Regions from separate parts of the Rattus norvegicus genome. Here region 2 is linked to region 1. The links are chromatin contacts, called in public Hi-C maps. All regions are on one chromosome and are shown on one strand. Each heading gives the region's core, a stretch centred on a gene start, on an enhancer-like site or on the middle of the called end of the contact. The rest is flanking DNA. Distances are from core to core; before and after follow the strand shown. Region 1 has its middle 36 kb from the start of Glrb. Region 2 holds the start of Ctso (cathepsin O).

Region 1 (5,332 bases), core at 877-3,376:
TTATAATTAGTATGCAGGTTTTGGCATGTTTGCTTATAGATATTTGATATTTATTGATTATGATGTAATATTGTCATTTATTACTTTTCATTTTATGTTTGTTGTCTTGTTACTATAGTGCAAATTATTTCTGCATATTGAACATTTATCCAACACACTTGAAAAATTCATCAATTGATTGTAACAGCAACTTTTTCATGTTTTCTGGCCATATGATTATTTATGAATAATGACTTTGTGTACCTCCATTGCTTCTGATTACTGTGTCATTTTTCTTACCTTATTTTACTAATTACAGTGTCAGTAGTTCTAAGCAAAATATTGAATGGTATACTGAAAGTGAATTTTTAAATTTCAATTAATTTCTTGTTACTGATTTTAAAGGGGGATTTCCATTTTTATAACTTCTTAATTTTTCTATTTTTTTTAAAAATTTTTATAAATCTTTTTATATTTTTATGTAAATCTATTCACTTATAGGTTAATATGTTTTTCTTTATTCCTAATATTTGAGATTTTTTATCATGTATAAATACTGCATTTGCTCAAATACTTTTTCTAAGTCTTATCAAGGGAACCCTGCCATTTTCCTTGGCTCCCTTGCCCTCCTTCATTTAATAAATTGCAGTGATGTCATTTTTGCAAATGTTCAACTAACTTTGCATATGGAAAGACCTCATCTGGTATTGGAATTTATATAATTGTGAATTGCATTTATGCCCAAGAGTAGTCTGTAACTTCCTTTGTAATTTCCTTACTAGGATTTGGAATCAAGATTTGAATATTAACCTAATAAAAATAGGAACCATGCCTGCTTCTGTGGCTATTCTTGGTTGTGAACTTGACTACATCTGGAATTAACTAAAACCCAAGCAGCTGGGTATACCTGTGAGGAATTTTTTCTTAATTAAATCATTTAAAGTGGGGAGACCCACTTTGAATCGGGATCTTTTGAAGTGGGAAGATATGCCTTTAATCCAGATCATTTGAAGTGGGACGGTCCACCTTTAACCTGGGCTACATCTTTCGTTGGTAACCTCTATAAAGGGAAAGAATAAGGAAGCTGACTCCGTCTGCCTTTTTTTTTTTTTTTCATCCTTGCTGGCAAGTTTCATGCCTTCACTGGAATCAGAGCCTACTTTCCAGGATCCCGGAAATACTGAAGACCAGTGGACACATCCAGCCTCTCAGCCTAAGCAATTACTGGATTCTTGGAACTTCCGTTGGTAGACAGCCATAGTTGGACTAGCTAGACCACGGCCTGTAAGTCACTCTAATAAATTCCCTTCACACACACACACACACACACACACACACACACACACACACACACACCGTGCACACATTCATTCTGTCATGTTTGTTCCTCTAGAGAAACCTAAGACACTTCTTTTTCTGTTTCCTGACAGAATTATGTCTGGCTGGTGCTGACTCTTATCTATAATAATTCTTTTAATATGATATTTAGTAACTATATATTGGGGGTGGGATTCTCATTGTGAGAAGGGATTTGAATACCACATTTAATTTTTCCTGTTAAATTGAGTAAGAGTGCCCTGTAGTCTCTGGATAATTGGATATGTCTATATACCAAATGTTGTATCCGCTGCATGTTAGAAACACCTTTGACCTGAGTTTACAGTAAAGGAACAAGGCGAGAAATATGCGTTCTTGTAGAATTCACATTTTGAAGGGGAGACAGACTTTCCAGAGGTACAACAAGAAATCCAAATTTTCAGTTATGATTAATTCTAAGTAGAGGTTTCTAGTGCCATGGGAGTTGAACATGGGAAGGTTTTATTTAATCTAGACATATTAGGAGTGCTTTTTATGAGTAATTTATAAATTATTATGTTTTCAACTTGAATTTAAGCCATTCCTTTTATCTTTAAAATGTAATCTTAATATGGTGGTCCTTTTCTGTGCAACGCTTCTACCTTGGACTGTGAATGCAATTCTATCTCTAGTTTAGTACAAAATACCCTGATTACAAGAGAAACCGAGTTTTCTATGTGTCCTATACCTGGACAGCTGTTTTATATCTTGACTGTCATTACTTCTCCCCACCACATGGTGTCTCTGTTGACAACTGGACAGCCATAGCCACTGAGCCTTGCACCTCCCAAGAAGGATGGCATTTTGAAATTGACCTTGCAAGGATTTCACAGTCTTGCTTCTGGTCATTATGAACCATCGCTGTTGGTAGCCACGGCCCAGACTCTGCTAGTACTGTTTGAGAAATATTCCCAGTGTCTTAGCAGATGAGAACCACTGTTTATAGGCCTATGTAGATTTAGTTAGATCTTCTTGTATTTCTCAAGACTCTGGTAGTCTTGGCTATCTCTTCCTTACAGTTTACTGTTTACCATGTTAAAAGATAACTAGCCAAATATCTGGTTTCTAATACCAGCTAAACACAGAGATACCTATGGAGTCCATTTACTAAGGAGGATACTCTGTCCAGAAAGATCTGGGGACCTGCTTTCTACTTTCTAGAGAGACTTATCCTCCCAAGGATTACATAGATGATTTCTAGCATGTCCATCACTGAACAAAGAAAGGCAGAGTCAAAAACAAGTAAAAGTTTGTTTTATTAAACCCCCTTTTATTCTAGGTAGCATTGCCAAGGGGAAACTATTAATTGATTCTAATATTAGAAAAATGCTCATGCACCCAATCATAGCAACCAGACTGCTCCTCAGGGCTTTTCTCTGTGTAAAATTTTAGTATTCTTTAAACTTCCTCCAGGCCTGAATGATCTAACTTCTTATTGTTCTCATCCTTCCTCGATCAATTTCGGTTTGTCTATATCTTTTCAAAAGTTCAGTGACCAAAAATGCCACAATATCCAAATAACTAGCTCGTGAATGCATAATGTAGCACACAGATTGTTTCCAAATGTTCCACACATTGTTTTGCTTAATAAATTCCAGAATCATAGTGTTGAAGTTTAGTGTTAGCCTCAGGTCTTTCTTGTCGGTGTCCATAGTCACAACTTCCAATATTTTTATTCCTTTACTACACTTTATTTTGTTTCAGAATCCAGTATTTTAATTAATGTCACTTTGGTTCTTATTTGAGCATTCCAGAAAAATGTCAAGATTTCCAGATGCTAATGTGCCCAAAACTCAACCCCTATGTATGTGCTAGACTAATTATTCAGTAGTTTCAAAACTGGTTTCCTTAATAACTACTGTGTATTTTCCAAATATATCATAACTGTCATGAAGAAAAGCGTTGTTAAGACAATAGGTCACAATGTTTTTCTGATTCTCACAATGTTCTTTTGATTCTGGGAAAAGGTAATTATGTTTTCTCCCACTTCAGTAAAAATGCAATACTTCTGTGCAGGACAAAAAGCAATTCTACTTCTTCCTACCAGTTCTATAAGAACAACTCCATGAAGAACATTTCTTCCTACAATATGCTATAAGAACAACTCCATTAAGAACACTCTTCCTACAGTGTGCTATAAGAACAACTCCATTGAGAACACTCTTCCTACAGTATGCTATAAGAACAGTCTACTGAAGAGACATCCTCCTACAATGGGCAATAACAACAATGCCTTTAAAAACAGCCCCCTACCATGTGCTACTACTAAAGAAATCCTTTCCTCTTTGTTTGCATGTCTGGAAGCAAACACATTGATCCAACATTCCCGAATATCCCTCACTGTTTCTTAAGCTTCTGTATGTAATTTTTAAAGCATATTACACTGTTTTAAAAACAAAATATGTTCGATGGCTCTAAAAATCACAACAGAATCAAGTAAACCCATGAAGCTTAAATTCTATTGGCAGTCATTCAATAAGACACCACAATGAGGGATGTGGAGTTTGGGCAATTTTTAAGAGATTTGTCCAAAATCAATAATCAAAATAAACAACTAGTTAATAGGTTGTAAATTATAAGGTCCTTTTTTGCCCATACAACACTATCCCTACACTTTATACATCAATTTGACATGAAATTCAAATAACACAAGATGCATTGCCAATTACTGCTTTGTAAGTATGTTTGATTTTTATCCTTCAATGAGCTCCAAATTAGCACTTCAACAAAGAGTCTTGTGGAACTGGCATTGAGATTCAGCAACTTATTTAGCTAGAATTTCCTGCCTTTCCCACTTCCTGCTTCTGGTATCTCTATGGTAGTCATGAAATGTCCTGCCTTGTGGTCTGTTTGACTCTCTGGTCATTCTAATCTCTTCCACTTGTTTGCAGCATTTTGGACTGTAGCTAATTCCTGCTATTTCTTTGTGGCTTGTCTCAGTGTTTTTCCAAAATGTGGGAAGCAAATTTTATATTAATTCTTCCTCCCTAAGATTGCTTGCTCATACTAGGGGGAAAACTAGACTTTTTTTTTGTTTTCTCAATTCTGAACTTTATACATTTAAATTCAATATTCTTTATTTGAAAAACAGAGAATGGTATAAGAGTACTAAAATCAAGTTCTCTAAAACTTGTCAATGCTGAGAGCTGAGGAGTTAGCCCAGCAGAACACTTGCCTAACATTTAGAAGGCTGTCCGCCTAATCCCAGCACTAAAGGGAAAAAGCTGTTGAAATGATCAGTTGTGAGAAAGCACACCTCTTACCATAACTGGATTCTAGAGCAAGTCGGTGAGCGAGGGAAGAAAGGAACAGAAAGAGAACAGGGGGTCATGCTCACTATACAGAGAAGAAAGCCTCCTTGCAAGAAATGAATAAAGTCAACGTGCAAAGTAGAGGCTAATCAAATTTTCCTTTAAAAATCTGTTACTACTTTATTAATATAATGTACAAAATTATTGGCAAAGTACTGTAATTATCCAGCGAAGGAAGATAAGGTGTAAAGTTGATCATAAGGTGTAAGCTCATAGAAAAGATTAGGAAGTTCCAGTGTGTTAGTGCACATAGGGTAGCCAATACACATAAAAAACACAACAAAACAAAATAAAACAAAACAAAAAAGCAGAAACAACAACAAAAACCAAAAAAGTCTTATGCAATATTTTATAATTTTATCTATTCAGTTCTTTATCAGTATATTTTGATTTTATTCTTTTCCCTTCCCCATTTCTTCTCTGATGCCCAACTCCCTACCCACCCAATTTTACATTCTTTCTTCCTCTTTTTCCTTTAAAATGTATTTTTATTTTGCTGTTAACATTGGTTTGGAACATTGTATAATTTAAATAATAAAGGATTTTGAGAATTTGGACCTTATATTCAACAATGATTCCCACACAGATTGTTTCTCTTTTTATGTATCAATGATAAAAATTTTAAAAGAATAAATACTTATACACACACAAGTATGTGCATACACACATACATAATTGGCCATGTA
Region 2 (5,892 bases), core at 1,038-3,537, 990 kb after region 1:
ACGCCCCTGTGGAAGTTCTTTAGCTCATGCCCTTGAAGTGGCTCTCTACCCTCATGCTCATGCATTCGGTCATTGCCACATCTGTCCCATCTTTCATCTGTGACAAATAGCCAAAAGAATGAAACCGTCTGCCCGATCTTAGACTGAAACCTTAAGAAGCAAAAGCCTATATTAAGTCATTTTTCTTTATCTATTGGTGGTGTCAGCCATTTTGTTATAGTAATGGGAAGCTGGTGGATATGGCTGGGTTATAAATCTCAGAGAAAATTCCGTCTGCGTTTCTGCACATTTCATCTCTGTTTATCTCTGTTGGATGAGCAGTTGCCTAAGAAGAATGCTGTCTTCTCAGAGCCACAGACATGGTTACAGAAGTCATCACTGTAAAGTGAAAATAGAGGCCTCTTTGCTCATGAAGTATTATGAATTTTACCTCAAGTGATAGTGGCTTCTATCACCCACTTTATCACTGTCAGGCTGCAGGAAACTCGTTCTCCAGGACCCATTATAATCTACTCTAAATAAGGTTTCCAGATGCCTTCACTGGGCATGTCATAGCCCTCTACATCTGCAGAACCAACATCTGATTTATAGCTTTTTAGGTACAGGGAGTAACTGTTCTCTGGTGCAGACCTGGTGATAAAAAGTCTGACCTGGGCATGAAGAGAAGCTCCAGGGAGGTCCTTTAGACCCTCTGTGATAAGATGTTTCTCTTGGAAAGTTTAGTGATGCAGATGCAACTGAGATAGAAAGGAGTCCACAGACTCCTGCGTATGCTAATCTCAGCAATTCTTGTGCAAGGGACCCTCCTTTGTAGCTTGCCCATCTCTATGCATTCTCTCCTGCTGTCATTAAACTGAAGTTATTTTCTGATGATAATTTTCTTCTTTTGACAATCCTTTGAGTGAGAAACATTTATACTTAAAGGACCAAACTCAGAATAATTGCTGTGATCGAAAGAAAGTTTATTTGGACTAAATTTAATAAGTTAATATCAACAAACCTCTACTGATTGAATACCCACTATATGTTGTTGGTGCATCAGAGACTAAAGAAATGAAATTGTCGCCCTCATGAAGCTGGCATTACAGAAAAGTGCTGTAGATCAAATGGCTACATATGTTAGAGACAATGGGGCAGTACCTGAAGAGTAAGGTGGAGAGGGGGAGGGGTTTGGGTTTTAAGTAGGGCAGTTGGGGTAGCCTGGGGATGAGGGAATGAGAAAATGGACACTAGGATTATTCAGATACATGCCAGGACAGAAGCTAAGACAGACACGATACAGAACACCCCATTTCTGGGAACCTGATTACAATTTGTCTACATAGGCTCTGCTTTTGGAAAACAGAGAAGGGATAAAAGAAAAACACAGTGAAAAGACTCACTCCAAAACAATAATTTGCATTTCGTGTGCATAAACCTTCTGAGAAGTGGCTAGCTGTCTTCTCCCAAGGGTCACCAGCGACTTGTGATATTTGATCACAGATCTTCAGTCACCCAGATTCCTTAAAGGAAAGCTCTCCAACACTGTACCGGAAACCTCTTAGGCTGAGATGTGTGTGTGCAGACATGTTGACTGGTTTGAACATGTTCCGTTCCTCTTGTTCCTTTTGCACTCTGGAAGCAAGATTTTTAAAACTGACATCAGAGAATTAAAGCAGGGGGTAGGAAGTGAACAGGATGGATTATGAAATAAACTAAGCAAGAAGAAAAATTATGAAATATACTAAGCAAGAAGAAAACAACATAATAAAACAGTAAGAAAAATTAAAGCAACCTTAACAATTAAACAAAGAAATACACAAAACGTGTTCAGCATATAATGAAGTGTTTAGAATTTATTAGCCAAATTTCATCACAAACTTTGGAAGCGGGTGCAGCTGTCTACAAGTGGAGAAATGGCCACAAGAAATTGTGTGGTTTTGTGCAGTAACAGTTTTGTCACTTATTTCTAAAGACCCATAGAAGGACGCGTGTAAATTCAGACACATTATACGTCCACATACAACCTGCTGAATTCAATGTATACACATTCAACGAACACATATTCAATTTGAAACGACAGGAAGAAAAATAATGTGCTTAATCTCAGATGGCAGGAAACACAAGTTTAGTCTCTTCGGGCTGCTGTATAAATCACGCCTTGCTCACTTTCTTATTAGATAAAAGGGAAACCCTTAATGCTTAATAACAGCACTAAAGGTCAGTGATGAGCCCAAGAAGCACCAAACAAACAAAACAGCAGGGACCCCGGCAGCTTTCTACTTCAGGGCGTGCGCCCGACTCAGGCAGTGGGCGGAGCCGAGAAACCGAAAGAGAAAGCGGGCTGGGCGCAGAGGACCTCGGGCGCCGGGATGAAGCCTCACGCGGCCAGCCTTTTGCTGCTGTGTTGCTGCTGTCTCGGCCGCGGGGTCGCCCGGACCTGGCCTTGGAGCCCCCAGCGGGAGGCGGCTGCCTTGCGGGTACCAAGTTCGCTCCCTTTACTTGTCCACTGCCCCGGGGCTCCTAGGGAGGGACCCAAACTCCAAGCGCGCATTTCCCCAGTAGAGCAGCTCCCTAAAAGCCTTGATTTCTCAAGGCAAGGATTAGTATGCTGTGCCCCAAAACACTAAAAGATGTCCAGGGCAAAGCTAAGGGGAACAAGTGCCCTCTCAACTCCAAAGCTTTCCCCACACCAAACCTGTCTCATAGAAAGCCGCCGGCAGAGGGCACTAGCTCCCTCCTGTGACTGGAAGTTCAAATGCCAGGAGCAGCTTCTTAATTCTGAGAGACTTCGAAGATGGATAAATGATTCTCTGTCCTTTATCCATCCACTGTCTACCACTTTACTATGAAGTTCTCTCTGGCTTTATTGCTTTTAAAAATTTTTCATAGTAATCCAATTTCTTTCTGAAATGGACCGAGTGGCTAACCGCGGATACATTTTCCCCAGTAACCAGGGAAACTGGCCGGAATGCGGATTCACACTTGGCCTCAGTTGCTATAGGTGATGCTATCTGACAGGTTTTTAAATCTGAAAAGATGCCATCACCATTTTATTAGAGAAGGAAACTCATCTGCTCTGACTCAGAGTCTGAATTCAAGGATGCTGCTCATGGGCCATTTAATTAGGGTCTCCTGTTGTTTTCTGAGATTTCTATGGGGCTTCATAGCTCAGCTTCCTTCCGCTGTCCTCTTTGGCCTAAGTTGGTTTCAGCTACCCTTGTGTTGTACTCAGATCAAAATGTGTGCCCTTTTTGCTCCCTTTGTTACTTTTAAGCTCATTTCTTGTTATCAGAAGCACTATTTCTCGCCAGAGTCCTTGACCTATGTGTTACCGAGACCTGTTCTTGACTTCATCTCCTGATGGACTAGACCCACTGGGGTGAAGTAGTCAGTATCATGGGTGTTGACAATGTGTTTATTGGCTAAATAGTTTTTTTTAAATCTTGAATGTTGAAGGTCAACGATGTAAGTGTATAATTTCTTTCCTCCTGGCTGAAATAAAGCGAGGTTGCCAACAAAAGCAACTTAAAGAAGGGTCTGCCTTGGCTCACACTTCAGGGGAGAGTCTATCATGATGGGGGTGTCATGGTAGCATGTGTGTGGAGCACCTGTCCACACTAAATCAACATCCAGGAAGGGAAAGACACGGATACTGTCTTCCCAGCTCATTTTCCTATCTTTATTCAGTCCAGAACCCTATCACCTGACACAGTGCCTTTTTAGTTTACGATGGGCTTCCTACCCTAGTTACACTCATCTAGAAGCATCCTCAGACTCGGCTCAAAGGTTTATTTCCATGGATATTCCCAAACCCAGTAAATGTACAGTCAAGATTACAGTCACAGTCACTGATAAATTACAAAATAGAATGTGTGTGAATTGTAATTTACATGCCTACTCATATTTTACTCATGAGGAAATTGAAGCCCCCAGACAAATGTCTAGAAAATGCCACTCTTTTGAAGAGAAATGCAACCAAGGATCCATCTAGGAAGTTAAAGGTTGGAAGTTGAAGAAAACACATAAAAAAATCTTACTACATTTTTAAAACTTCAGGTTAAAAACACCAAAACCGTGTTCCAAGCAGTTCCTGGTAGCAGGAATTTGCCTGCTAAGTTAGATGACCAGTTTTCTGAGAATTTAGTCCTTAAACAATAGCTACAAATTGTGAGTCCCCCTGTATGAATTAAAATATATGATAAGGGAAACTGGCTTGTAAGTCTGAAAAGCTTCATTTTAACAAAATTGTTTCCACTGTTGAATCCCTTGATTGGAGATTCTGTTTTCTTACAAGGCACATTGTGTACAGAATCTACAAAGTTATTTTGTTTCACAATGAAGCGAAACATTTTAAATTATGCTATAAAGTAAAATTGAGTAAGGAAGTACTCTAAATTCCACCGAATATTCCTTAAATGAAAACAAACAGCAGCCCTAACAGCTACCATTTCATTATTACTCAATGAGTCAACGCTCCTCCATAGCTTATTATGGGATGCCTTACATGCTACCTGAAGGAAAAGGAAAGGAAGGGCACTCGCACTCCCACGAGGTAGACTTTGCTTTCTGCTCTTGGTCTCCTGTGAGTATTGGCTGATTCTCTTTTCTTTACCTTAACTTTTCTTGTGGAAAGCAGATGAGAGACTCAGCTTTGTGATACTGTCACAAATAAAACCTCAGGTGGCCTACCTTAGTGGAGGAGAGCTTTGTGTTTCCTTACTGTTTCTGTCCATGCTTAGCTGTGACTTTGAACCTTTGGAGGCAAGGTGCCCTATGGAGCCTGCCGTAGAGGATACCTATTTGTGTCTCTGCAGCAGGGAAACAAGAGGGAAATGCCAGGGCCCGAATTGCCCTCCACCAGTCACCAAAACCAGTCTGCATTCTTAGCCTAGGGGGACATGAGAGGCTATAGAGAGATCAATGGATTCAGTAAGAGTTCTCTTCCTACTTCATTCTGAATAATCTTGATATGCCAATGAGTATGCGGCTTCACAGGCACAGTGAGGAGCTTTCCTTCAACACTGTGATGGCTCGTGCTACGTCTTCATTAAGCAAGTAGATTATTATAACATGTTAAAATGAGCGCTTATGATGAGCCCCAGATATCTGCATTACCTCTTCCAAGTACCCCTCATGCGTGGCTGTTTGAGAACTGCCAGGAAGAGGTGACTTCGAGAGTAGACAATACCGTTCCACAGACATCTTTCCGGTGATGTTTTTAGCTTAAAGCACACATTGTCTAAGTGGAAATATACTAAAAACTATAAAAAAAAATCTTAGATGAGATCGTGTTTGTTCATTTATCCTTCTGACCATCTCCTTGTCCTAATTTATCAATTAACCTGTGTTAGGAACTGATGTAGACTTCATGACACAATGAAGAATAATGTGTGTGGAGGCTTCCAGGTAGTTATAGCTCACTGACACATGTCACCCCGGTAGATATAGTACTGGGGAAGCTGGAAACAACTTTATCTAATGTACTCTGTCTGAAAATAAACAACATGTTATATATGTAGAATACTAGAATTCATCTCTAAGAAGCAGTAGGAAGTCCTGTGCATTAGAAAATAGATTCTCTCAATTATTAAAGGACAAGTAGAAAGTCCCTCTTTAATAAGGGATAACATATTAATCCCCTGGGAATTCCGGATCTGAGGTTTACCATTCCCATGTCTTGAGAGAAATTCCCAGCGATGATTCCATGTTGAGTGCAGTCTGTGTACATTTGTTCTTGCTTAGATTTACCCGACCTTCCAGAGAGAACATTTTCCATGCATACGTGGAACTGATTTCTCACCCACTGCACTTTAAGGCTTGCCAGTGAGGGCTGATAAGATCAAAGCTTAACAAAGAATGAGCTCAGAATGGTAAAAGAAAATGACCTTACAAGATGGGCAATGGTGACTT

Evidence for each region. Hi-C and Micro-C count contacts between places; a contact is called where the count stands out from the background.
Region 2: a Hi-C map of liver shows a contact between it and region 1, with 6 times the contacts expected there. The contact joins the promoter of Ctso here to the enhancer-like site in region 1. A contact is called at or near these places in 11 of 12 Hi-C or Micro-C datasets (the A7r5 cell line, the Rat2 cell line, Schwann cells and 7 more) and 1 of 1 datasets of contacts at active chromatin or transcription factors (oligodendrocytes).

What each region holds. Positions count from the first base shown.
Region 1 is chr2:168,538,640-168,543,971 of GRCr8, forward strand. No RefSeq gene overlaps it. Among named protein-coding and RNA genes, the nearest start is that of Glrb, 36 kb to the left of the region's middle. Within about 2 kb of position 2,127, at least 5 of the 93 cell types and tissues checked have an H3K27ac peak or open chromatin away from gene starts, as enhancers often do.
Region 2 is chr2:169,526,181-169,532,072 of GRCr8, forward strand. Ctso (cathepsin O) reads left to right here and starts at 2,288. Exons shown (of 8, transcript NM_001427175.1): 1 at 2,288-2,459. The coding sequence starts at 2,352.